2 separate regions of the Gossypium hirsutum genome follow, and region 2 is linked to region 1. A link is a contact called in public Hi-C data. All regions are on one chromosome and are shown on one strand. Each heading gives the region's core, a stretch centred on a gene start, on an enhancer-like site or on the middle of the called end of the contact. The rest is flanking DNA. Distances are from core to core; before and after follow the strand shown. Region 1 has its middle 9.2 kb from the start of LOC121225794. Region 2 holds the start of LOC107886536 (paramyosin).

Evidence for each region. Hi-C and Micro-C count contacts between places; a contact is called where the count stands out from the background.
Region 2: a Hi-C map of leaf shows a contact between it and region 1, with 4 times the contacts expected there. The contact joins the promoter of LOC107886536 here to the enhancer-like site in region 1. A contact is called at or near these places in 12 of 34 Hi-C or Micro-C datasets (anther, callus, fibers and 2 more).

Annotation. Positions count from the first base shown.
Region 1 is chrA03:95,841,553-95,848,268 of Gossypium_hirsutum_v2.1, reverse strand. No RefSeq gene overlaps it. Among protein-coding and RNA genes, the nearest start is that of LOC121225794, 9.2 kb to the left of the region's middle. Within about 2 kb of position 5,283, at least 8 of the 9 cell types and tissues checked have an H3K27ac peak or open chromatin away from gene starts, as enhancers often do. A contact at or near this core is called in fibers, hypocotyl and leaf, where this site is marked.
Region 2 is chrA03:95,883,259-95,890,787 of Gossypium_hirsutum_v2.1, reverse strand. It overlaps LOC107886536 (paramyosin), which reads right to left and starts at 3,211. Exons shown (of 6, transcript XM_016810525.2): 1 at 3,089-3,211; 2 at 1,420-2,894; 3 at 1,235-1,311; 4 at 968-1,079; 5 at 679-795. The coding sequence starts at 2,826.

The DNA of each region.
Region 1 (6,716 bases), core at 4,034-6,533:
ATAGTTGAGGCGAGAGTTCTTAAAGAAACCCATGACATAACTAATTATAAAACTCAAGAAGAGATTCAGATACCTAAAAGTGAAAATGAAAATGATGAAAATAAGGAGATCTCAATAAGTTATGTCAATATGAGAAAAAGATGAAACCAGAAAAATATAGTTGTCGACAACAATTTTGCTTATAATGTTGCTATTGAAATAGCAAAAAGAAAATGAGGATCCTAATCCTAAATCTATTGGGGAATATAGAAATAGAAAAGACTAGCCAAAATGAAAAGACGCAATTCAAGAAGAATTAAAATCACTTTCTAAACATGAGGTTTTGGACCTATAGTCTAAACACCTAAATATGTAAAGCCAGTAGGATATAAATGAATATTTGTGTGAAAACGAAATGAGAAAAATGAAGTCGTAATATATAGAGCACGACTTGTAGTACAAGGATTTTCGCAAAGGCCCGACATTGATTACGGAGAGACATATTCTCATGTGGTGGATGCAATCACGTTTAGATACCTTATTAGTCTAGCAGTATGTGAAAAACTTGACATGCGTCTAATGGATGTTGTTACAGCCTATTTGTATGGTACACTTAATAGTGAAATTTATATGAAAATCCTTGAAAGATTTAAAATCCTTAAAGTATACAAAGTTTATTAGGAAAATTGCTCAATCAAATTAAAATTTTTTTTTATTGGATTAAAACAATTTGAACATATGTGGTACAATCATCTTAGTGAATATTTGTTAAAAGAAGGTTATAAAAATGATCCAATTTGTCTATGTGTTTTTATAAAAAGGTCTGGTTCAGATTTTTTGATAATTGTTATTTATATTGATAATCTAAATATTATTGGAACTCCTAAAGAGCTTTAAAATGCAGTAAATTATTTAAAGAAAGAATTTGAGATGAAAGATCTTGGAAAAACAAAGTTTTGTCTTAGCCTGCAGATCGAGCATTTAAAAGATGAAATTCATTTCCATCAGTTAACTTATATAGAAAAGATCTTAAAGAAATTTTACTTGGATAAAGCGCATCCATTTAGTACCCCGATAATTGTATGATCATTAAATGTGAATAAAGATCAATTTCGTCCTTGCAAAAATGATGAAGAGTTTCTTGGTCCTGAAGTACCATATCTAAGTGCCATAGAGGCATTGATGTATCTTGCAAACAACACAAGACCTGATATAGCTTTCATTGTAAACTTATTAACAAGATTTAGTTCTTTTCCAACTCGTAGACATTGAAATAAAATTAAACATGTATTTAGATATCTCACAGGGATTATTGATATGGGGCTATTTTATTCAAATGATTCAAAATCCCTATTAGTTGGTTATGTTGATGTTGGATATTTATCGGATCCACATAAATGTTGATCTCAAGCTGGATATTTATTTACATGTGGAGGTACTGTCATATCATGGCATTCAACAAAGTAGACATTAGTTGCTGCCTCTTCAAATCATGTTGAAGTAATTGCAATGCATGAGGCAAGCCGAGGGTGTGTTTGGCTAAGGTTATTAACCCAACATATTCGGAAGATATGTAATTTTTCTTTACAATAAAAGATGCCAACTATCTTATACGAAGATAATGCAACATGTATAGCTCAATTGAAGAGTGATTACATCAAAGGTGACAGAATGAAACATATTTCACCAAAAATTATTCTTCAATCATGATCTTGAGAAGAAATGTGACATAAAAGTTCAACAAATTCATTCTAGTGATAATTTAGCAGATCTTTTTACCAATACATTGTCAACTTCAATGTTTGAAAGGTTATTACACAATATTGGAATCTGTCAACTGAAAGATGTAATGTGATATTGTCATTCGGGGGAGTAAAAAACACGTTGCACTATTTTCCTTTAACCAAGGTTTTGTCCCACTGGGTTTTTCTAGTAAAAGTTTTTAACGAGACAACTTGTAACAGGAGATTGTGTACTCTTTTTCCTTCATTAGGTTTTTATCCCACAAGGTTTTTCTTTATAAAGGTTTTAATGAGGCACAATTTTCTCTAGTGGACATCCAAGGGGAAGTGTTACAAATAAATGTGGATGTCCATATTCTAACCCCTTCATTTATGAGATAAAACCCCCTTATTCATTATGAAAGTAAATATGCAAGTTTTGTTAATGAAACACTTAAGTAAGCTTCATTTACATGTGTTGCATTAAATGATAATGAATTATAAATAGAACCCTTATATGAATGAAATGAGATATAAGAAAAATTTCCACTAATTTAATCTTTTGTTATTTTTTAGTATTATTTTATTTAATTATTTTATAACACAAATAAATTAATAAAAAAATTAGTCGAAGCACATATTTGTTTAAGTAATTGCTGCATCTATAAATGATGATAAACTTTTTTTTTAGGTGTCCCATAAGTTGACTTGTGCATGAAAGTGAGATTAACTATTTCCTTAAAAGCCACAATTAAATAAATCAATATAGTGAGATATATAACCCAGTATTTATGTTCTGAAAATATGCTTTATTGTTTACCTTAGTTACATTCACTATAAAAGAAATAGTTTTTTTATGCAATATCCGAATGAGTAAGTTGATATAAAAGAGATTTTAGTAAAAAAAATGTGTTGATTAATTTTTTTATTAAATTTTTTATTGATTTATATTAATTTCTATAAAAAAATCCGTTTCTATTTTTTTAGTTTATAATATTTTAGCTTTTCTCATAATTTTTATATATTATTAATTTTTTCATAAGTTGAGTTTTTTTTTTGAAAAAATTCGACTGGATTTATTAAATAAGAAAACAAAACAAAAGTTTGCTTTAACACTAGGCCTAAAACTCAAAACAAATAGGTTCTAACACCATACAAATAAATCAAATAATAGGGAAATAGACCCAAAAGCAGTAAAAGGACCTCGGGCAACTAAAATAGCTAACAAAATAAAAGAAAAATAGGAAACTTAAATCCTAAAAAAATATCTCCAGTCGACAGAAACAACTGGATTACTTAAATGTCATTTCTCTTTTCTCTGAGTCGTCACAGTCATTAAAAGTAGAGCTATTCATATCTTCAGAAAATCTTTAGGCTTTTGCAATACGTTTCCAAGGCCAAATCCTATCATCAGTCTGGACATCTTTGCTTTAACCTCTCCATCTCTTGTTGAATCTACTCTAAAATGCCGTTCTCTAGGTAAAAACCCACACCTTCCTTCAATGTTTCCTTTGCTATAACATGCGCAAGAACGTTTGCTGTTTTTGGGGTAAAATGAAAGCCTATTTCTTGAAAAAATGGCTTCGCATCTTGAATATCTCTTGTAATCCCTCCTATAATCGATTTGTCTCTTTTCGTGCTCTGACATTTTGTTATAACGGTTCTTGAATCACCAAATATACCACATGCCTGGAGGCCCAATGAAAACCTTAATCTTACTGCTTCTAATCCGGCATATGCCTCCATTGCAAACGGTGAGGCAACATTTGAGTGAATGACAGACTTTGACGCCAAAATTTCCCCTCGCCTATCTCTAACCACCAGCCCTGTGGTGGATTTGGAAGAATACTGGTCAAAAGCCGCATCGAAGTGAATACTTACGTTTGTCCTTCGGTTGTCCTAGTTATAGAGTCTGCCTGTTTCACAGATACGTAGTTTTTCCTCTAACCCATGCATTTCTGAGTTATTATCTGTCTTGAAATGTCTCTGCTATTTGAGATTTTATTTTCATAAATAAGTTTGTTTCTGTTTGACCAGATAAGCCAGAGCCCATAGCAGTAAAGGCGACACTGCTCGTTTGTCCTCTGAGTAAATACCCATATGAGCCATTCCCATATACTCTGAATATTATTATTGAGTACCCAAGTAAAACCTAATTGACTCCAAACTTCCTTCGTTGTAGGGCACTGTCGAAAAACATGGTTGCTATCTTCCTCTGCTTGTCTGCATCTAGGACACCCAGCTTCAGTAATCACTTTTTTCAGTTTGAGATTAGCAAAAGTAGGGATATAGTTCCAAGAGATCTTCCATACTGTAATTTTAATTTTCGAGGGATATGTAAATTCCATAATTTTCTATAGAAATTTTTATTTTCGACCTGTATAATTTCGTCACTAGGAAATCGAGTAGACTTCTGTAATAGTTTTTAGGCGCTTCGAACAGAAAAGATGCCTGATGGTTCTCTTCCCCATGCTTGGAAATCTTCATGTATCGATCTTGCCAAAGGGATCTGCATAATATTTTTCGCGATATCAGCACTAAAGGTATTAACCGGAGTATCTGCTTTCCATGTTCTATTGTCTTCATTAATCAACTTTGATACTAACTCCTTGTTTGTATTTCCTCTGTAATTCTGCAACTCGTCTGCTTCATGTCCTGGAATCCAGGAATCTGACCAGATGGAAATGTGGTCACCCTTACCAATCCTCCAACACAGCCCTTTCTCTAACAATCCTTTAGCTGACCAGATACTTTTCCAGGTAAGTGAAGGTAAGTTACCTAATTGAACACTTAAAAAATCAGATGATGGATAATATTTGGCTTTTAAAACTCTTGCTAACAACGAATTTGGATAAGTAATTAGACGCCAACCTTGTTTAGCTAGCAACGCGATATTAAACTTGTCAAGTTTTCGAAATCCAAGATCTCCCTCTTCTATAAATGAACAGATATCCTTCCAGGCACACCAGTGAATGCCCTTCTTACCCCTGTTTGTTTTCCACCAGAATTTTACTATTAATCCTTCCAATTCGGCACATAGAGACTTGGAAAGTAAAAAACAAGACATTGAATAAGTTGGGATGGATTGTAAAACGGCCTTAATAAAAACCTCCTTCCCCTCTTGAGAAATATGCTTAATGCTCCAATTTTCAATTCGTACCTGGAATCTATCCTTCAAATTTTGAAAAGACTCTTCTTTTCTCCTACCCACCAAATTCGGCAAGCCTAAATACAGTTCTGGATCGGTTGAACTACGAACTCCGACCACTCTGGTGATCATTCTTTTTTCCCCCTCTTCTGTCTTAGAGCTGTAGAAAATGGTGGATTTTGAATAGTTCACCTTTTGACCAGAACATGATTCAAATTCATGAAGAATCTGGTTCAATGAGGTTGCTCCTCTTTCTGTAGCCACCCCAAACAAAATGCAATCATCTGCAAATAATAAATGTGAAATTTGTGGACCACTTCTGCTTGCCTTGACTCCTCGAACTATTTTTCCTTTCAATGCTGACCTCATAAGACTAGATAATCCTTCCCCACAGAATAAAAATAAAACGGGCTCAGAGGACCCCCTTGTTGGAGACCTCTAGAGGGAAGAAAAGTGTGATCGATGTTATCATTAATAGCCACCGAATAAGACACAGTAGTGATCATTTCATCAGCGAGTCAACCCAATCTGAATCAAAACCCATTTTATTCATTATTTCTTTCACAAAACTCCATTCGACCCTATCATATGCTTTACTTGTATCCAGCTTCACTTCCATAAACCCTTTTTTCCCTATTCTCTTGTGCTTTCAAGTATGAAGAAGCTCATAGTCCAGTAGTACATTATCAAAGATTAACTTTCTGGGCACAAAAGCACTTTGTGCTGAATCAATACATTTATTTATCATAATTCAGAGACGATTAGCAATAACTTTGGCAATCAATTTATACAGCACATTACATAAGCTAATAGGTTGAAATTGAGTGATATTCAAGGGATTCACCACCTTCGAGATTAACACAATATTTGTCTTATTAATTGGGCTCATATCCATACCTTCGTTTAGTATGTTAAGGCAATAAGATGAAACTTCTTCCCTTATAATCGACCAGCATTTCTGGTAGAATATTACCGGAAAAACATCCTCTCCTGGTGCCTTTTGGACTTATTCCCCTATAATCGACCAGCATTTCTGGTAGAATATTACCGGAAAACCATCCTCTCCTGGTGCCTTTTGGGCCCATTTCTTTTAATGCCTCACGTATCTCCTCTTTCGAGTAGCGTGCCTTGAGTTTTAGATTGTCTTCTTCTTGGACACAGCGATCAATTCCCTCTAAAACGTGATTATAATCTCCTCTTCTTCCATCCAAGAACAGATGTTGAAAATATGATCTTGCTATTTCTTCCATTTCCTCCTAAACTTCCGTTTCCCTACCATAGTCCATTTGTAATTTTTTAATAAGATTCCTCCGTTGTCTTGTCTCTGCATCGCTTGCTTCGCTTGCTTATGGAAAAAAGGCAGCGTTCCTGTCACCTAATTTTAACCAATTAATACGCGCCCTTTGTTCCCAATACCGCTCATCTTTCTCAATCTCTAAGCTAAGTGCAATTTTTGTATCAATAAGTTCCACCAAATTTTCATCACTTATGTCTTCTTCTAGTAGTTTTGCCAACTTTAATTGGAGGACCTCTTTCTTAATTTTTCTACTATGTTGAATGTCATCAGCCCAATTCTGTAACCCATTTTGAACACAGTCCAGTTTATGAAGTAAGTTCCCATTTGAGCTTTCCCATATACTCTTAACCTTTCCCAAGAATGATTTCTCCATAACGTAACATGCTTCAAACTGGAACTTTCTTTTACCTTGCCTCCCAACTTCACGTATTGTGGTTCTAAGCAATGGACAATGATCTAAGAAGGAATGAGGGAGATGTCGAACTTGATACTCTGGGAAGAGAGACACCTAATCATTATTAGCTACACCTTTGTCCAAACGCTCTTGAATATTATTTTCTGAAAAATTACC
Region 2 (7,529 bases), core at 1,962-4,461, 45 kb before region 1:
ATTTTTTTGGATGAAAAAGCTAACTAAACTGTCAAAATTTTAACAGCATTATTGGATTTGTTTCACTTTGCCCCTAATGCTTGACATCCATGTTTTCATAATAGCCTTTTTTTCGTTCACTGGATTACAAAAATACACACTATCTCCTGACAATAACTCATCAGGTTGGTTGATTCAATAATTCTTCTCAAGAAATACCATCCACAAAAGAAACCAAAAAAAAAAACTCTTTTTGAGGTTATTTTTGGTAAGTTTCTCCAGCTTATGCCCTATGGAAATGTTATACAACTACAAGTTATCCAAATATATTGTCACTTATCCTATATCTAGTAAACAACCGCTTCCCTCCCCACTGGAAGTATGTACATCAACCAAACACAAAAACACAGTTTTGGTTTTAATCTCATTTTACAATCCAAACCTACTTGACTTTACAACATAGCCTATATGATTCTCCTATTATTGCGGCATATTATTCTTTAACGTTAGATGCATTTGATCTTGTCTAGATGTGTTAAGATTCAAACCTCAGTCTACAGCTAAATTGTAAATTCCATACTAGCAGAACTTCAAGATGATGACTACTCAAAACTGCCACCACAAAGACCTTCGATAACTGTTCACAAAACAAGATATATAGTATCTATTAAAAGACCTGTAGCATCTTAGCAAACATACCTGAGCTAAGAACTCTTGCTCTACAGCTCTTCCTGCAGCAGCCTCTTGCTCAGCTGCTGATTTCCATCTTGTAATTTCTTCCTCCGCAGCAGCAATGTCCATCATAAGTCCTTCAACCTTCACATTAGTTAAGTCAGCATTAAATGTCCACAAAGAAGCATAAATGCAACTTAGTCAGTTCTTCTAACACTTAAAATTAACCTAAGAATCTGATAACTGTACTCCAAGAAAATGGGAACAAACATTAAGCTAGTTTACTGTAAAAATTAGAGAGAGAGATGTTACTTACACTTTCATTTGCTACTCTCTCCTTCTCTTCAAGCTCCTCTATACGATGCATTCTTTGGTTGAGCTCCTTGGCTTGAGCCTCCACATGTTCTTTAAGTACACTCGACTCTGCCCTTAATACATTAGAACAGTATGGAGTTCAGTTCATGCAGAAAAACTCTCTATGTTAACCTATTCTACTCCTAATATTCCTTTAATCGTCCCATACAAAAGCAGGAGGATAGAATATTGATTTTGTGCAATTTTAAAAATCCGAAATAACAGGTACCTTAATTCCTCCACAGAATGCTGCAGTTCAATTATCTCAAGCTGAGATGTTTTGACAATATTCTCCAAAGCACCAGCCTGTCAAATGACATAATAGAACCTCAAAAGGGAAAGATATGACCTTGAAACACTATGCAAACTTAAAGAGAACATGTAACAAATCAATGGCAATAGAAAAAATCTAACCAGAGTGTATATTTCATCCTGGTCTGAGCCTGGATCTCCAGCTTTATTTCCATCGCCAATAAGATTACTAAATTTGAAGTCAATTCCAGCCTCTCTCAAACCATTCTCAGCAGTTTGAAACAACTCGTTAGTTTTGGACTTATTTTCAGATACCATCCTCCTGGACAATGCACTCCTAAGTAAAGAACCAATATGTTCTTTCTCCTTAATCAATCGAGCAACTGTTTCGTTTAAACTCTTTACTTCACGATTCTTTTCATCCACTAAGTCCTTTGTTTTCCCAGCAAGAATTCCTGTTAATTCATAGATAGACTCCATCCCCGCCAAACAAGCGCGTATATTTTCCACAGAATCTGTCTCTTGTGGAAGAAAAAAGGACTCCGATACATCTGACTGATCCATATTATCAGCATCAACAATCTTAATAACATCATAAATAATTTCATGAATTCTAGAAACGAAATTCAACTGATCAACCAGTAACGGTCTCTGTAATTCCATCCTCATCTGCCAAATTTTCAATTTATCATCATATTCACTGGTCAAGTTCCTCAACTCCATTAATTCATCCTGTGCCAAATTAATCTTCTCCGACATCTCTTTTTCAATCTCCCCAATCTTCCCATCCTTTTCAGCTATATTCTTCTCTAAATTTTCAATTATATTAGTTTTCTTTGCCACCTCATCTCGTAACCCACTTAATGTAGCTTCAAGCTGAGAAACTTCAATGGCAATTTCGTAATTTCGTTGCTCTATCTGCTCCCTGGCTTCGTTTCTAGATTTGGTTGTGGTTTCGATCTGTTTAACGAGCTCTTCAACGATCTCGTTTGTTCTTTTGATGACTCCATAAGCAACGGAGGGCAGTCCGGTGTACTTTTGCGATCGCGGCAATCCTCCAGCAGAGAAGTTCTTGAAATTATTAACTTTTCCAGATATTTTTTCTATACCTGAAACAAGCATATGAGCAGAAGTCTCGATCTCCGATCGCAATCCATCTTTTCCCTTGGACGCTTCCTCCAATTGCTTCGCCAAATCTTCTCTCTGTTTCGTAACCTCGACTTTAATCTTATTAGCTTCAGCTAATTGCGCCGTTAAGTTATCGTTCGATCTCAAAGCTTCTTCTTTCTCGCGGAGAGCTTCGTCACGTTGTCTCCCACACTCATCTCGCTTCTTAATCGCCTCGTGAGCCAAAGCTTTTAATCGATTAAACGAAACTTGAAGTTCTGATTTGGAATTCTCGGCAGCTTCTCGTGCTTGTTTCTCGCGATCGAGCTCCGCCAGAATTTCACGGAATTTCTCGACCGATACATCCTCTCGAGACGGATCTTTAATAACAATCGGTACCGGCTCATCAGACTCCACGTCACTGAGCACTGCATCGACTTCTTCATTGCCCGCACTCGTCATTTAAAAAAGAAGCCAATTATTTATATAATCGACAGTAAAAAATCCCGTATTTTGGTGCGATCCGAACCCTAGAATTGGAAGCAGAGGAGGAAGATAATGGAAGTAACCGATCGATATTAGTTGAGAAGGGAGGAAGGAAATGAAATCATTGAAATAGGGAAAAAAACAGGTGAGGATAAATTACGATTAAATTATAACCAGAAATTGCTTCCAAAAAGAGGTCTAGTGAAATTAAGATTAAGAGAAATAGGGGTGTCGTTACCTAAACGAGACGGTGAAGCCGAAGAACAAAGAACACGATTAGCTACCAACCAGTCTCTCCTTGGTCTCTGGTATTTTATTTTATTAGCGCCTTGAAAGGAAATTAACTTCACAAGGAAAACAATTTTAAAATTTTAAAATATGAAATTAAAAGGTTTATGTTTTGGTGAATATACGGCTTAGATGGTGCCACGTTGAGTAGCTTCTTTTTGGTATTCTAATTTGACGGGTCAGATTGATTAAGAGGATTACGTTTTAGGATTTGACTTCCAACCGGAAAATTTAGGGGTTGAAAAAACAATTAAATAAACCCTTAAATGCGAATAATTTCTCGTAATTGCACTTAAAAATTATTGATTTCTTATGGTCCGTTTGAATAGACGGTTGATAGTGCATTTAGTTATTTTTTCTCTCACATTATAATATTTAATTTCACTTTCATTATTATTTTTATATTAATAGTAAAAAAATTCATCGTTCATCCAAATGCATTCCTAATTAAAAGTTAATAGTGTAGTTTTTTAATTTAGATTTAATTATTAATTTCTTAACATTTAAGTTCCAAGTTATAAAAATGATAAAACTTTATTCCAATTTATAAAAATGATAAAATTTTATTCTAAAAATATGAAAAATATGAAAATATTAAATAAAATAAAAATTTTCAAATGATGAAAAAATAAAAAATGAAAACTTTTAAAAAATAAAAAATCAAATAAACTGTTACAAATAAATGTGGATGTCCAAATTCTAATCCCTTTATTTATGAGATAAAATCCCTCTCATTCATTATGAAAGTAAATATGCAAGTTGTGTTAATGAAGCACTTAACTAAGCTTCATTTATGTGTGTTGTATTAAATGGCAATAATTATAAATAAAACCCTTATATGCGTGAAATGAGATACGCGAAAATTATCTATTGATTTGATCTATTGTTTACTTTTTTAGTATTCTTTTACTTGATTATTTGATAACACGTTATCTGCCTATAAATCTTCCATTAAACTATATACGACATATGTATTTTCATAATTGTTTTAATTTGTTCATCATATTTTGATAGAAAGAGAAATATTCAAAGCATACAAATCTTTTTTTTGTTAAACTATTTGATTTTTTCACCATTTTTTTAAAAGGTTAGTAATTTTTTTCAATTATTTCAATTTGTTTTAATTTATATCTTATTTTCTTGATCTAGATAATTTGCATAAAATTTTATATTATATTATTTGTTTGTTTGTTTTACATTGCTGCTTGCATACTCTTTCATGGATTTATTATTTATGGACTACGTGGTAGATTGGGATTTCATGTTAATGCATAATGTTATATGTAACCTATCAGGCATTTTTTGAAAGAGATTTGTTGTTTGTTAATTTTGTGTGTTTTGCATTCAATTGACATGTGCATTAAGTTCCTAATTTTATTTAAAATATGATTGGCCAATACACTATTTGACATTTTCTATAAGTAGCTCTTGAAATTCTTGATGAATATTACCTCTTTTATTGTTATTACTGGTCATAGTTTTTTCCATTTAATTTGTTGATTTATGATGGAAGTTACCACTTCTCTTTCTTTTTAAATATCCACCATGCATCATTTCAACTTAACCAAGTAAACCTGGTTAATTATTGATCATTATGCACTGGTAAAATGTAATATATATTTTTAATGCATTTAGTTTAGCTATAATAACTAGATTTTACGGGCTAGCAAGGTTAGTACATGCTAACTTGTATAAAGATGATCAAAGCTCACAAAGAATTTTTCTTTCCAGCATTTGCACCCGAGAATTTCTTTATGGGTTTCTATACCTCCACCTTTGTTTTATTTGTAGTAATGAGAATAATATTTTTAAAATTGTTTATTCCTTTTATTTGATGTTCACATGTAGCTTAGTGGTAATCTTGATTGCGTCAATAATTCTCTGCTTACTGTTTAAAATGTTTTAAAAAGTATTATAAATTGATATCATGTATTCTTATAGCTAAACAAAATAACAAGTTATTCGTTTCACTAATTATGCTCCATTCCCCGAAGTGAATGTAGCAATACATAACAATTATGAAAAATGAAAATATAGAGTTCATGGTTGTCATTGTAATTGAGGATGTGGTTGGAAATGTACTAATAACCAGTGATACTTCTAATCACTAGAAAACGAATAATAATGTAAAACAAAAAAATTGTAGTCAAAATATTTGAAGGTTATTGAAAATTCATACTACCGATGTGGTATAAAAATGCATTAGTCATGTACCTGACGTACGTTTAAGCATCTAGTAAAACTTTATCAAAGCATCCATTAAAAGAAGAAGAAGAACAAAAACTATATTGAGGCAAATTTCGTTAGCCCAAAATGATGAAATGAATGATAGCTTTTTCAAATATATACATATATATATATAATGCTAAAGCTAACTATGCATACAAGGATGGTGATTTTAAAGGCGTTAATGATATAGCTTATTTGTATGTTTCTAATTTTCCTCATAAAAAATAGTTTTATATATTTTCCATGACTATTTGCAATATTTCTTAAATAATGTTTTCTTTTAAAGAAAAATATGAAAATTTCTAATTTTTTGGTTAAACCCAAGAATAAATACATATGTTACATAGATTTTGCTATAACATATTCTATCTTTAAAGGTAAAAGATTATTCTCATTTAATATCTTATTAGGTAAATGCGAAAGTAATAAAAGGCTTCAGAAGAGCTATAATAGTATTTTTCAAGGGTAAAGTATATTATAGATGATGCATTTTTTTCTTTAAAGTCTAAAAAAAAATAGCTTTATAGATATTCACTGAAATGGATATCATATCAAGACTACAAATGAGAAAATATTGAATATCTATATGTTAAAATGTTGAATGTGGAAAGAAATATGTTTTGCAAAGAGTATCTGCTTTTCATCAGGTTATACTATGCACATATTAATGCAATTAAGACACATGTTACTACAAACTAAAAGTTTGTAAAAGCACATACTTTTACTATTTGATATGAACGGTTAGACCATCCTAGATCATATATGATGAAAAAAAATAGAGAATTCATATGGACATTCAGTACGGAACAGAAGTTTCTTTAACTTAAAGAATTCTCATGTGTTGTTTATTCTCAAAGATAATTGATTATTACAAGCTCATTAGTTAAAGTTGAGATTTAGAGTTTTGCGTTTCTAAAATGAATATGGGCTCATTCATCCACCATGTGGATGGTTGTGATATTATATGATTTTGGTAGATGCATCTACAAAATAATCAATATGTATTATCAACGCACAACTTGTCGTTTGTGAGATTGCTTGTTTAAATGATCAATTTTAGATTATACAATTAAAACAATTCATCTTGCTAATGCTGGCGAGTTTACATTCCAAACTTTGAATAATTATTTTATGTCAATTGGGATAAAAGTTGAAAATCCTGTAGCTCATGTTCACATGCAAAACGGTTGAGCTGAATCGTTTATCAAACGCCTCCAACTAATAGTTAGATCATTTCTTATGAGAACAAAACTCCCTGTTATAGCTTGGGGATATGATATTTTGCATGCAGCATGTAACGCCCCAAAATTTGTTTTTCAGCTTTTGTAAATTTTGACACAAATCTATATCTGCTTCAGTGGTTAAGTGTTCTAGGACTGTGTATGAGGTCCCAAGTTCAAGCCCTGTCTTGGGAAAATTTTTGCATTTTTCTAAGTGAAGCCTTAACCTGGCCTGTAGGGTTTAAGTTTAATTATTGGTAGAATCATATCAGAATGGGCCTTTTGGTCTGGTGGTTAATTAGTGTGTTGGCTTGCTAATGGTCCTGAGTTCGAATCCTTGCTAATTTTTGCTTATTTCTGTGAGGGTATTTCAGTAGAGTTGGGATTTTAAGTAGTAGGTGAGTGGTTGAGTGAATCTAGGAGTTTGAGTAAAAATGTTATTCCAAAGGAAATTCTCTGCAGAAAATTGACGTCTTTTCCCATTTTCTTTTTCCTTTTGCCGAAATTATCTGAGTTTTTTCGTCTTCCATTATCAATTTCTTTTCCTGAATTCTTTCCTGTCCTTTCGTTACTGGTATTTTTCTATCCCTCCCACTGTATTGTTAATCACGCACGAGTGGTAAGTGTATGGTGGTTGTTATCGTTTTTAAATGTTGTTTGTATTCTCGTTAGTTTGATTTTGAATTTTTTGGCAGCAGCGTTTCGTGGGGATTGAGGCTCTCATCATACTATTCCGTAAACAAATCAATAAGAAGTGTTAGGGGTAAGTTTTTATCGCTCAAGGAAAGAGTATATTATTTCGGGATTGGTTAATTCGATTATGTAAATGATTAACTAAGTGAAATATTGGTCAATCTTAAGTACTGGAGTGCTCATGATGGTTTATACATAAAAAACGACACAGGTGTGTACCCGAAATGCAGAAAACTAGGTTCGAAAAAA